Linked DNA regions of Mus musculus: regions 2 and 3 are each linked to region 1. A link is a contact called in public Hi-C data. All regions are on one chromosome and are shown on one strand. Each heading gives the region's core, a stretch centred on a gene start, on an enhancer-like site or on the middle of the called end of the contact. The rest is flanking DNA. Distances are from core to core; before and after follow the strand shown. Region 1 has its middle 42 kb from the start of Gm36819. Region 2 overlaps Nsmce2 (NSE2/MMS21 homolog, SMC5-SMC6 complex SUMO ligase). Region 3 overlaps Nsmce2 (NSE2/MMS21 homolog, SMC5-SMC6 complex SUMO ligase).

What was found. A called contact is a pair of places that touch in the nucleus more often than the background predicts.
Region 2: a contact with region 1 is called in a Hi-C map of bone marrow-derived macrophages, with 23 read pairs. The contact joins two enhancer-like sites. A contact is called at or near these places in 1 of 484 Hi-C or Micro-C datasets (bone marrow-derived macrophages) and 1 of 115 datasets of contacts at active chromatin or transcription factors (microglia).
Region 3: a Hi-C map of bone marrow-derived macrophages shows a contact between it and region 1, with 27 read pairs. The contact joins two enhancer-like sites. A contact is called at or near these places in 1 of 484 Hi-C or Micro-C datasets (bone marrow-derived macrophages) and 1 of 115 datasets of contacts at active chromatin or transcription factors (microglia).

The regions. Positions count from the first base shown.
Region 1 is chr15:59,862,973-59,867,111 of GRCm38.p6, reverse strand. No RefSeq gene overlaps it. Among named protein-coding and RNA genes, the nearest start is that of Gm36819, 42 kb to the right of the region's middle. Within about 2 kb of position 2,246, at least 47 of the 459 cell types and tissues checked have an H3K27ac peak or open chromatin away from gene starts, as enhancers often do. A contact at or near this core is called in bone marrow-derived macrophages and microglia, where this site is marked.
Region 2 is chr15:59,437,394-59,441,532 of GRCm38.p6, reverse strand. The region is part of intron 3 of Nsmce2 (NSE2/MMS21 homolog, SMC5-SMC6 complex SUMO ligase); the gene reads right to left. Among named protein-coding and RNA genes, the nearest start is that of Nsmce2, 65 kb to the right of the region's middle. Within about 2 kb of position 2,437, at least 21 of the 459 cell types and tissues checked have an H3K27ac peak or open chromatin away from gene starts, as enhancers often do. A contact at or near this core is called in bone marrow-derived macrophages and microglia, where this site is marked.
Region 3 is chr15:59,550,955-59,555,093 of GRCm38.p6, reverse strand. The region is part of intron 4 of Nsmce2 (NSE2/MMS21 homolog, SMC5-SMC6 complex SUMO ligase); the gene reads right to left. Among named protein-coding and RNA genes, the nearest start is that of Gm36677, 65 kb to the left of the region's middle. Within about 2 kb of position 2,428, at least 28 of the 459 cell types and tissues checked have an H3K27ac peak or open chromatin away from gene starts, as enhancers often do. A contact at or near this core is called in bone marrow-derived macrophages, where this site is marked.

The DNA.
Region 1 (4,139 bases), core at 997-3,496:
AGATATTTGAGCATGGTCTTAGGCTAACGGGACATCCATTAAGGAAAGGATGGGAGCACATCACAGAGAGGCAACAGAGGGCAGAGGCAAGCAGAAGCCACCCTACCATAGAACACAGGACAACACGTGGGTTCGGGGGAAGCCCAGGTGACCCCTGTGGCCTTCCTGGGGTTTCACTTGTCCAGTGACTCAAAGGCTGATGTGGAAAAGCTGTGGGCTCTGGGGTGGTTTCTAACTAGGACAGCTTCTGCATTTCAGGTCGCTGGTAACGGGTGAGGAGACAGACGGGAACTGGCGATAGAAAGTGAGAAAATATCAAAGGTCTCCTGCAGCAAGGAGAGAAGGCGATGGTTCTGGCAAATGAGATGTGTCACTGATTCCACATGTGGAGGTGACACAAGAGCAGGCATGCTGCTTCTTTATTTGCTCCTCAGTGAGGACACTCTAAGGATGCAGGACCTTTGACCTATGGCTACAAGAACCCTAATGGGGCAACTGAATTCACCACGGAAACTTTTCCTCTTTTCTCTACATCAGGACTGGTCTTGATGTCTCAACAAGGTTTTCAGCGCCCCGCTCGGCTCCGCTCCCGCCCACCCAACTCCACTCTACCCCACTAGCCCCACCCCCACCCCACCCCCGATCCAGCGCTTTTCCCAACTGCCCTACAGGTCGGCTTTCTCCCAATCAAGGACACAGCCCATATCTTTTTTTATTTGTTCCCCCAAAGCCAGGAGCCTGGCTGGAACTTTTCAAAATAATCTAGGTTATTTAAAGGATGGTGAGGGTTCTGGGCGGGGACTTCAGTCATCTAAATTTAGCCTAGAAAATGCCCACAGTGGTACATGATGATTAAACACATTGTGCAAAAATAAAAGAAGAAGATCTGGCAAGGCAAGAGTGACATATCAAAAATCTAAGTACTTAAAAGATGCAGTCGCTCGATGTGTGCTTTCTCCACCACACCAGAGATCACTAGTGTGAACACCATAGGCCATCTGGGCCAGAATGGCTGAGAGGACCTTAAAACACCTCCCTCACAGCTGTGGTTATGATTGGTACAACACCGTGTGAAGAAAGAAAGCGTCTTGTGGCCATCGCACTAGCACAAGCTCTGACACGTTAAGAGCAATGGCACCTTCAACAAGTCACATAGGCTCTCTGGACCTCAGTTTCCTCATCTGAAAACTTGGCCTCCCTGTTTTAGTGCACACCCATATGATGAGGTGATTAAGGTTGTGGGGCGTCAACAAAGGCACCTAGAAAGTGCAAACGTCTCCATCCTTAGATGATTTGTTCCCCCCCCCCCAAAAAAATCACACAGAAAGGTGAAGGGCATCTGTCAGCGTCACTGAAGGAAAAGTTCTGAATTCTGAAAAATTTAGATCAGTAGTTCTCAACCTATGGGTGGCAAGCCCTGTGGGGACCGAACATCCCTTTCACAGGGGTCGCACACCAGATATCCTGCACATTACAAGTCATAACAGTAGAAAATTACAGCTACAAAGTAGCGACACAAATAATGTTGTGGTTGGGATCAGCACAACATGAGGAGCTGAATTGACGGTCACAGCACTAGGAAGGGTGAGAACCACTGCTCTAGATGGACAGAAGGCAGTCAAATGAGTCTCCTGAGTTTCTATGCTGGGTTTTTACATCACTGTTGCTCCTCAGAAACCATCACCAAGAGCTGCTGTTAGAACTGTCAACTGCTGGGAGTCTGACATCAAGGATGCTCGGGTGACTGAGGAGATGAATAACTTGATCTTGCTCAAGCAGCTAAGCTCCGGGAAGGGAACTATGGTTGCTTATAATGGCCACCAGGGGGAGACAAATAGGGCTACGCGGGGGGAAAAAAGAGTTCTTAACTGCGGTGGTCCGCACTATCCACACGTTTTCTCTCAAGTTATTTCCTTTCTTATAAATGTCTGCCTCTAGCCCTTTACCAATTGTCAGATTCTCAGATGCCTTCTCAGTGTAAGCAGCGCAACCCCCAAGGATGAGAGAGCTAAGAGCACAAACACTGCACTGCTGACCTGAGATTAGCTTTGGCTGGTACCGGCTAACTACCTCCCCTGATTTCCACCCTGTTTGCCAGCACGCCCCTCCAGTCTATGACTTCCAGTTAGACTTCCAAGCGTACAATCTCCCTCTACTGCTTGCACAATGGCAGAAGCTTCTAGACGCTCCCCAAGCCTGTTTCCTCTTTTCCCCAAGCACGCGAGACCACATCTCTGGATCTCCCTTGCAGTTAGTTCAGTAGGATGCTGACCGATGGGTGCTGTCACAGCCTCTGACCTATTGCCACACTCTCTCTTCCCCTTCCACGATGACTTCAACAGCTCCTTAGTTAACGACGTTCACAAAATGGAAGGGTCCTCAAGTCGCTGTTTGTTGAGAAGACACGCTCCCCATAACAACACGATTCGCATCAAAGCTTAAGTAACTGTTCAGCCACCGAGAATGAAGGGATGTTAGCAACGGAATGTAGAGTTTACCACTTAGTCTCACCAGCCATAGCCCCTGGCTTACCCAATTCTCATCATGTGACAAGCACTGCTACTAACACAGCTATTACTGGTACAGTCGCTGTTCAATGGTATTTTAGTAATAGTGTTACCTGGTAAAGACCCAAGGACCACTCACCCGGCATGACCAAAATTTGAATTGGGAGTCTGTATTGAGCAGGCTGGGGACGGCCTGAAGAGAAACGCTTCCCAAAAGGCAGCCCTGAAAGCGCATTGCAGGGAGCTTTCAAAATTAAAGAACACAGAAAAACTATATCCTGGTTTGCCAGCAGGGAAGCAAGTTTAACAAGCAGTTTACCAAGAGTCAAGAGCATGCCGTTAGCTAGGGCATTTCAACCCCGAGTTTCTAAAACAAGGTTGGGTGCTTTCCCACGGGACTTCTAATAGCAGGGGGTGAGGGAGCCAAAGATGGCTTCAGCTGGGACAAGATGGAGAAGCTTTCTCACCTTCACAATAGAACGACATTATAAAGGCATCAATAATTAGTTCTTGACCCTGTGAAGCACCTACCTTGTTAATCCATTGGGATCCATGGATTTTCCAGGGTCATTTCTGTGAATACTCAAGTCTTTTTATTTTTATTAATTATTCTATTTGTCTGCATTTCAAATGATATCCCACTTCCCAGCTACCCCTCCACAAATGCCCCTCCCACATCCACCCTCTCCTGCCTCTCCTTTGCCTCTATGAGGGTGCTCCTCACCTACTCTTGCCCGACCACTCCAGCATTCCCCTATGCTGGAACATCAAACTTCCACAGGCCCAAGGGCCTCCCCGCCCATTGATGTCAGACAAGGCCATCCTCTGTTACATATGTATCTGGAGTCATGGATCCCTCCCTGTACACTCCTTGGCTGGTGGTCTAGTCCCTGGGATTACTGGGTGGTCCAGCCAGCCAACACTCTTCTTCCTATGGGGTTGCAATCCCTCTCCACCCCTCCAGTCCTTCCACCAGCAAACTCACTGGGACAGCTCAGTGGTTGGCTCAGTCTGATGGTTGGTTCCAAGCATCCACTTCTGCATTGGCCAGTTCTTGGCTGAACCTCCCAGGGAACAGCCACACCAGGCTCCTGTCAAACAAGTGCCTCTTGGCACCAGCAACAGTGTCTTGAGCTTGGTGTCTGCAGACAGGATGGATCCCCTCATGGGGTAGTCCCCAGATGGCCCTTTCTTCAGTGTCTGTTCCATTTTTGGCTTTTTGGTTTTTTGGGTTTTTTTGGTTTTTTGGTTTGGTTTGGGTTGGGTTGGGGTTTTTTTGTTTGTTTGTTTGGTTTGTTTTGTTTGTTTTGTTTTTTTGTTTTGTTTTGGTTTTTTTTGGCCCTGTCTTTCCTTTGGACAGGAACATTTCTGGGTTAAAAACTTTGAGATGGGTGGGTGGCCCCGTCCCTTGACTGGGTGTCATGCCTATCCACTGGAGATGTCCTCTACAGGTTCCATCTCCCCTTCACTGAACGAATTTTGGCTAAATGCTAAGTCTTTATATAATGATAATACATTTGCATATGACCTGTGCACATTCTCCTGTGACCCTTAAGTCACTTCTGGATTGTTCATCACACCTAACTCACTGTCACAATGACACTTTCACAGTTTTGAAAAAATTGACATTCA
Region 2 (4,139 bases), core at 1,188-3,687, 430 kb after region 1:
TTAAAGCATGGGGCTGGCGTGGTAGCAACTTGCCAGTAGGAATTTAGCGAGCTGGGTGGAGAGATTTTGGAACTTTGAGTCAGAGAGGCTCCACAAGATAAGAACTGGCCGAGGAGACTGAAGGGGCTGAGAGTAGCTAGGCGTACCACAGGAACTTGCTGTTCTTTTTAAATATTTCCCGAAACAAGGATGGGGGACTCAGCAGCATAAAGATACAAATGTTAGTTATGAGCAAGGCACCATCTTCAGGAAATGTGCACAGTGTGAAATACAAGAGACTAAGTAAGAATACCAAGAACTGATGGGTCTGGAGAGATGCACCAGACGTGGGTTTGAGGGGCTGGAGACACGGCCCAGTGGTTAAGAACACTGGCTTCCTTCCAGCGGACCTTCCAGAGGACCTGAGTTCAGCTCCCAGCACCCACATGGCAGCTCACAACTGTCTGTAACTCCAGTTCAGGAGATCTAACACATTCACACCAATTCACATTACAAAAAAAAAAAAAAAAATGGGTTTGAAGGAGTGGCCAAAAGCTAGCCAACAAAATCAGGCTTATGATATGAAAGTTAAAGGAATGGAATGAAGTAACATCAATCAACACTGACATGTCACATAAGAGGACAAGAGACTACAACCTCTGCATGTATCACTAGGAGTGTTACCCTGGGAAACCAAGGTAACTGTCAATCTTGGGCTTCTCATCTGTACCAGAAAGTTTGCTCTTCTGTCTGCTGAACTCTGAGGTGAGGTTATATGCTAAAGGTGAGGTTTTATGATATAAGTTATATGCTTATATTCATAAGGCCACTTAGAAATAGAAGGTACCACAAAACACTGCCATGTTAGTATCACCACCCTTATTTATATGAGACAAGGAAGCCCAACTAACAAGGATAACTAAGGTGGACATCACAGGATGACAAGGAATTGCTGTTGTCAAATTCTGGATGTTTGTGACTTTTGCAGGTGTGTGCTGATATTATACCCTACACCTCTAGAAGGTGCTGTGGTAACGGCAGAACACTGACACATGCTCAGATTTATGTCCTTAAAAAAGGAACCCAGAGCTCTTAAGGAGCCTGATTGGCCCTTCTACCTTATGAACAGAGACTGACCAAAGTGGACTCTCACTGGACACTGACATGCTGCTGTCCTAATCTTAACTTCCCAGCCTCCAAAGCTGTGCAGCACACGTCTGCTGTGCATGAGTATACTGATGGGAGTCTGTTAGAGCATCTCAAAAGAACTGAGACAAACATCCACCACATATGGCGGGAACCTTGAAGAGGAAGGAGCAGCTGGGAGCAGAGGACCAATACCTTCCCTCTTCTTCTCCTTCCTCCCATCCTGTAAGTGCAGCCTAAACTGCAGAAATTCTCGGGCACCTATCAAGAGGGCTTACTCAAGCATAACTCAGCGTTTACCCAGAGAACTTAAGCTGTTACCACTGTTTTCCAATTCCTTGTGATGAATTTGTGATGCAGGTATTTTAAGAGATACCTTTTAACCCACAAGTTATTCACACAAAACATGCTGCACACAAGTCAGACTCATCAATCAGTGATTTCAAAAATTCTTCTAAGTCTTTTAAAATGATAAGCCAGGTACTGCTTATCAAGTGAAATATTCTAACTACATGACTAAGGAGACCTTTGAACAACCATACTGACTTCCAGCTTAGTTTCAGCAGATACTTCTAGGCGTCACTCAGCACACACATTTCTATCAAAGACTAAAGTCCCTCCTCTCCTTCCTTGTTCTCAGTTCCTCAAGGATACCAAAATGAGCTAGTCCTCCAATGCTTCCACTTCTATTGTAGAACATATATTTCCTCAAATAAGATTAAAGACTATGTCTCTGTTGCAGTGTGAATGTGAAATGTCGCCCATAGGCTCACACTGTGTGAATACTTGGTCCCCAGTTAGTGGAGCTGTTTGGAGACAGAGCCTTGGGGAAGTGGGTCACTGAGGGCAGGCCTTGGCCTTAGTATTAGTAGCCTGGCCTCGCTTCCTGTCTGCTCTTTGTCTCCTGACTGCAGACACACGTGCCAGGCTCCTGCCTCACATTTTTGCTGCCATGCCTTCCTTGCCATGGTAAACCATATCCCTTCTTATTAAACCATGAGCCAAAAGAGCCCTTCCTCCCTTAAGTTGCTTCTTATGAGGCATAGTCATAATAAGGAGAAAAATAACTGGTATAATTCCTGAAAAGGAAATAAAATTATTCCACTCTTTTCATATCTAGTCTTTTCCTATCTCTTTAGCATAATTTCCTTTAGAGCATTATTGTTTTAAGATGGACTCTATCATAGTCAGGGTTTCTATTGCTGCAACGATACACCAGACCAAAAACTAAGTTGTGAAGGGAAGGGTTTATTTGGCTTACATTGCCACATTGCTATTTATTATTAAAGGAAGTCAGGACAGGGCAGGAACCTGGAAGCTAATGCAGAGGCCATAGAACAGTGCTGTTCACTGGATTACTCAGCCTGCTTTCTTATAAAAGCCAGGACCACCATTCTAGGAATAGCACCATCTACAATAGGCCGGGCCCTCCCCAATTGATCATTCATTAAGAAAATGCCTTACAGCCAGTCTACCTCGGAGGCATTTTCTCATCTGAGGTCCCCTCCTTTCAGATACTCCGGTGTGTGTGTCCAGTTGACGTGAGATTAGCCAGCACAACTCCCTAGCTTTTTCCATTATACTCTCAGCACACATGAACCTTATGCTTCCTTCCCTTCATCTATACTGCATCAAATTGAATGTTCTGAGCATTCAAAGTTCTAACTATGAAAGACCTCAAACTTACACATACTTAGATAAGCTTCTTTTGTCTCCATAACTCAGCAGTGGTGGTGAGGAACCACCTTGCATTGGAATCTTCGAATAAGGCACCGAGGACACGGAGAAAGAAGTCTCATGTTCGTCTGGAACCCACCTGCAATCCCAGCACTCGGTGCACTAAAGCAGAAGGCTATAGAGTGAGCCCCAGGTCAGTCTGAGCTACATAAGAAAACCCCAACTCAAAAACAAAATGAAAACTAAACAAATAAACTAAACTAAAAAAAAAAAACCTAACTCAAAAACAAACAAAAAACTAAACAAATAAACGATGAGATTGTGTGCATGAGAGGTGTGGGATAGAGAGGTCAGAGTGTGAAAGATACCTGAGTGTACATAGGGAATATGGGGCACGGGGGAAAAGATGTCAGAGTGTATCCACGGAGAGGCATGGAGTAAGAGATGTCAGTGTCTGCACCAGGGCATGGGATGAACTATGTATGACTGTGCACACAAGGGCAGGAGGTCGTGGCCTAGGGACACACGTTTGTGCTCTGTCTACTGGGGAAGCAGAAACGTGGAAGGGGAAAGGACTGGTGCTGAACTGCAAGAAAGCCTATTCTTTCTGAGTATTAGCACAGGAAGCCCAGTCTGGGGAGTACTTATGGGACCATATTCCTTGTCTCCCTTCGATCTCAGCCACAGCCTTACAAGTCAAGAGGTCTTAACCAGAAGAACTATTTCTATTATGACCTAAAAGACAAGGAAATGCTGTTTTGCCTCTTCCTATTGTTCTAAGGTGAACCTACTTAGACTAGAATAACTAAAAAACCAAGGAAGCTTATCTATCAGGTAATTTAACATTTCTCCTTGAATCTATAAACTATCATCTACAGCAATATACAATTTCTAATGGTTAAGTCTGATTTCAGTCTGGCTGTGTCTCAGTGCAGGGTGAGAGCAATGCAAGTATGAAAGGCTGGGCCTCTCCTTGGCTTTCAAGCCTCCCATTGCAACAGTGCAGGGGATGCAGGACTGGTGCTCCAAGAGCTCTCGGCTGTTGCTCGGCCTCCGAAGGCTCCACTCAGTCCAGGACAGTCACTCTGATAAAGCGGCCACATAATGAACACAGCTTTCTTCCATTAAAACCACTTCCCACTACTGCCCTTTGCTTGAGTCTCCCTGTCAGGATACAGTAACAGCTGTGTACAGGAAAATTAAACCTGCATTAGTTAACTAAGCAAAGCCCTCCGCCTAGGTGCTTTGCGACCTGTGGAATACCTTTCAGAATAATGCACTCTGTCTATCATTACTTACAGGAGTTAGATAACACCACTGAAGGAGACACCTGATAG
Region 3 (4,139 bases), core at 1,179-3,678, 310 kb after region 1:
CATTCTCTAATCCTCCACAGTGCCATCCATCCTTAGCCTTGAGTCAGACATGTGACATCCCTTCCCTCTGCACCGCCCCCCCCCCACAACAGGAAATGAGAGAGTGAAGATAGATTCTAGTCACATGTGAAAAGCTAGAGATGAGGTCTTCTGCTGTCAGCTCCTGTGGCTGCCTGTGCCTTAGCATAACTTCTCCCATGAACCCCTCATTCAGAGGCCTTCCTTCCCCCCCCCCCCTTCCCTGGACCCAGCTCCTCTCCTGCCGTTTCTTCCACACCTCTGCTTCACTCACACTTCTAGGACAGGCTTCTTATCCTTTGCCATGCCCTGACCCTTAGTTGCCTGCTGCATCACCAACAGTACACAGAACTGCTAGGCAATGGTGCACAGCAAATGAAATCCATGTATGGAATGCTTGTCTGTGGGCCCAGACATAGTATTTACCATGGCAAAAGACTCTCACTTCCAGAATCACCAACCCGACTTCTGGGGTGGGGGGGTGGGGGGAACCAGACTGGCATGCCACCAGCACTTGCCCTTGGTTGTTTTCAGGGAGTAGTCACAAGTCGAAAAATGCAAAGCTCCCAGAAAGGAAACTGCAAGTCTAAAGAGCATATTTCTGATTTATGGGCTTTGCATAAGCTTTTAATGGTGGGCAGGAATTGGCCAAATGCTTCCATATTCACTTAGGCATTAAAGACTTTGCTTCTGGTTGCTATATTATTTTGAACAAATTATCACCTTCATGCATGCAATTCCCATCTCTGCATGTTTCCACCTTATTTGATTACCGGTCTTTGAAGACCACAAGCTATTCTTACTTCCCTTTATCTCAGGTCGCTACCATGCAATCCCTGTATGATCTGTAGCTGCTTACTCTGGGGGCCAGGAGGACCTGGGGGGTGGAAGCGGAGAGGAAGGGTGTGCATCAGGAGCGCTGCTGCTACTGAACGGTAGACTGCATCTCACCTCCAGTAGCTGACTTTCTCTGACTCTTCAATTTATTCTGCAAAGCCAACTTCTACTCACCGATCAAGAGCTTTCATTATACATTCTCCTTTTTCACCAGGATGTCTCCTTTGTCCACAGAGGAACGTGGGGCCCAGGGAAGTTCTTGGGGATAGTCTAAGGCACAAGGAGCTGAGAGTGGGGGTGAAGAGATGTCTCTGCATTGTGTGGTGCTGGGGATGTGACAAGGGCATTGAAGGCTCAGATTGGGCACACAAGCTTTCGTTCAAGGTTTTACACATTTAGGACTGTATTCCCAGCACTCAGGAGGCTGAGACAGGAGGATCATGTATTTGAAGGAGCAGCCTGAGCTATGCAATGAAATTCTATTACACTCTATAAAGGAAAGGCAACCAGGGCTGAAAGAGCCTACCACAGTCTGGCCTGGGGTTCTATCCCCAGTACCCAAAATTAAAGGAGAAATAATAGAGAACTAGGTTAATTCTGAAAAATTATAAATAAAGCCAATTCTTCACTGTTTCCTCCCTGTAATTGACTTTTTAGCAGAGCTTGGTTTCCTTACAATCAGGGCTTAGTTCTACCTCTCTCTATATCCCAGCTCCATCTGCCTTCGTACTGCTGCTCAGACACCACATGCCCCCGGGTCTTTACATGTGCTTCATTCCGTCCTCTGCACTTGCTGGACTCTCTGCGTTCTATTTGTCTTGCTCTCTTCTGGTTCAGTTTGAAGTCACTCCCTGAGAAACTTTTCTTCCACCCTTTAACAGGCCCCTTGTTCTTCATTATATCAGCAGTCTCCCGACTGTCCCAACCCATCTGGCCCCGGGCAGAAAGCTGCTTACTGCATACTCCTTGCCCTGAAAACAGTACTTTTGCCTTTGCCTAGCCCATCTTCTACCACGACAAGGTGTCACTGATGTGTGTCGGCACCATGGCTGTAGAAGGGATTTAGAAGATAGAGTTCGTTAACCCTGGGTAATTCAAGGCACTAAGTTACAAAGCCACATCTGAAGCATCTGCAGTGGCCATGTGCATTAGTCAGGGTTCTCTGAGGGATGGAACTGAAGCATCACAACTTGCCCAGCTCCTGAGATAGAACAAGAACATCCATCCTTTGAAAAGCATGGGGCAGGGACACACGTGTCCATTAAACGTTTCAGGAAGCTTTTAGAAAGGCTGAGATTATTCCTTCTGTTATCCTATCATTATCTGATTTTCAAGATCATAACCATCTCTTGATTGTTTTACCGTTTGGGTTCCCATGAATGCTTCCAAATTTCTTAATTTCCAAGTAACACATTCAGCTCTTCAGATTGTTTCCAAAGCAGGCAGGGAACTCCCTCAAGACTGCAGCTGACAATCCCATAACCAGGAAAAGACGATGAATACTAATCACCAGAAAAGCTGCAGTTTACAGGAAAGAAACGGGAAGTGTTGACATATTGCACAACACCCCCGAAAAAAGCAGGGCTTAGTAACAGAACGGTACACACAGGCTGACAACCTCATCAAGAATCCCTGGTGACATCATAAACTATGTGGAACAAGTTTTGTTTTAAAGGTTATTTTGAATGATGTGTGTATGTGTGCGCATGTACATGGCTGAGTGCTGATGCCGGGGAGTGCACAAGTGGGTTTCAGATCACTGGGAGCCAGAGTGAGCATTGCTGTGAGCTGCCGGACACAGGTGCAGGGAACAGTCAGGTCCTTTTCCAGTAGTGTGTGCCTTTAACTGATGAGCTATTTGTCTGGTCCCAAGTTGATGTTTTTATTATCTGTGTATTTTCCAAAGACTGAGGGGGGGGGGACGACGACAGTGGGACCCTTTTCTTTGGAGAGCTAGATAAGGAAACTGAAACATAAATTCTCGGATTTTATACTGATTTGGGGCTTCCTTTTAATTTCTTCTTTCTTTTCCTTCCTTTCTTTTCTTTTAAACACAGGGTCTCACCATGTAACTCTGTCTTGGAATACCCTATGTAGACAAGGCTAGCCTCAAAATCGCAGAGAATACCGGCCTCTGTCTCTCCATTGCTGGGATTAAAGGTGTGATCTGGTCCCAACTGCCCCTGGGCCTTATTTTTTACTTATATGTATTGTGTATACGTGCACATTTGCGTGTGCTGGTATATGCCTGTGTGAGGGCGGAGTGTCCATGTTTGCAGAGGCCAGGAGATAGACTTCGGTGTGATGTTCTTGGCATAGGGCAGCCTGACAACTGAGCTTGAAAGATCACATTTCTACCCCTTCAGCACTGGGACCCTAAGCTTGTGCCACCATGTCTGACTACATGGGAGCTGGGGACCCGATACTGGTCCCCGCATTTGCAATGAAGGACTTCACAGACTGAGATTTCTTTTCCTTCTTCCCAGCTTGGGTTTTAAGTAAAACAATTAATTAAATGAGCTAACGGGATTTCTTTCTCTCTGGTGTCTGATCCCACGCAGCACTTGAGGACAGTTGTTTCCTTAGCTGGCAATGACTCGGCAGAGGAAAGGGATTGCCGCTTTTGCTGCTGCTGCTGCGGCTGCTGCTGCTGGGAATCAGATCCAAGTCCTCTGCCAGGGGCAAAACCAAATGCCTCAGTGGTCCCCAGAGCACACCTTTGCCCATTACACAACGGCAGCAAGGAGGAAGCAAGCAGGCAGCTGACTAGACTTCCAGCTACTCTGTCAGAATCAATCTAGTTTCCACTGCAGGGATTAATCTAACATGCTGAGAGACGGCGCGGGCTTTCCCCTTTAGCCAATATGAAGCCATCACTAAGCCATACTCTTTACTTTTATTTATTTATTTTTATTTTTTATTTTTTAATGGTTTTTCGAGACAGGGTTTCTCTGTATAGCCCTGGCTGGTCTGGAACTCACTTTGTAGACCAGGCTGGCTTCGAACTCAGAAATCCACCTGCCTCTGCCTCCCAAGTGCTGGGATTAAATGCGTGCACCACCACACCCGGCTTTTACTTTTATTATAAGTGATTACACATAAGGCATTGCATAAACATGCTTGGTTAGTGGTTACATTGCAATCCAGCAGTAGTATGATGCAGATATTCAGTGTCTTAATAATTGAACTGGAAAATTATAAAAGTGGGCTTCAGGAGGAGGCCAAAGTGAACTACAGTGACTCATCGCCAGGGCCATCCTGACCTGAGCCTTCACTGAGATGTG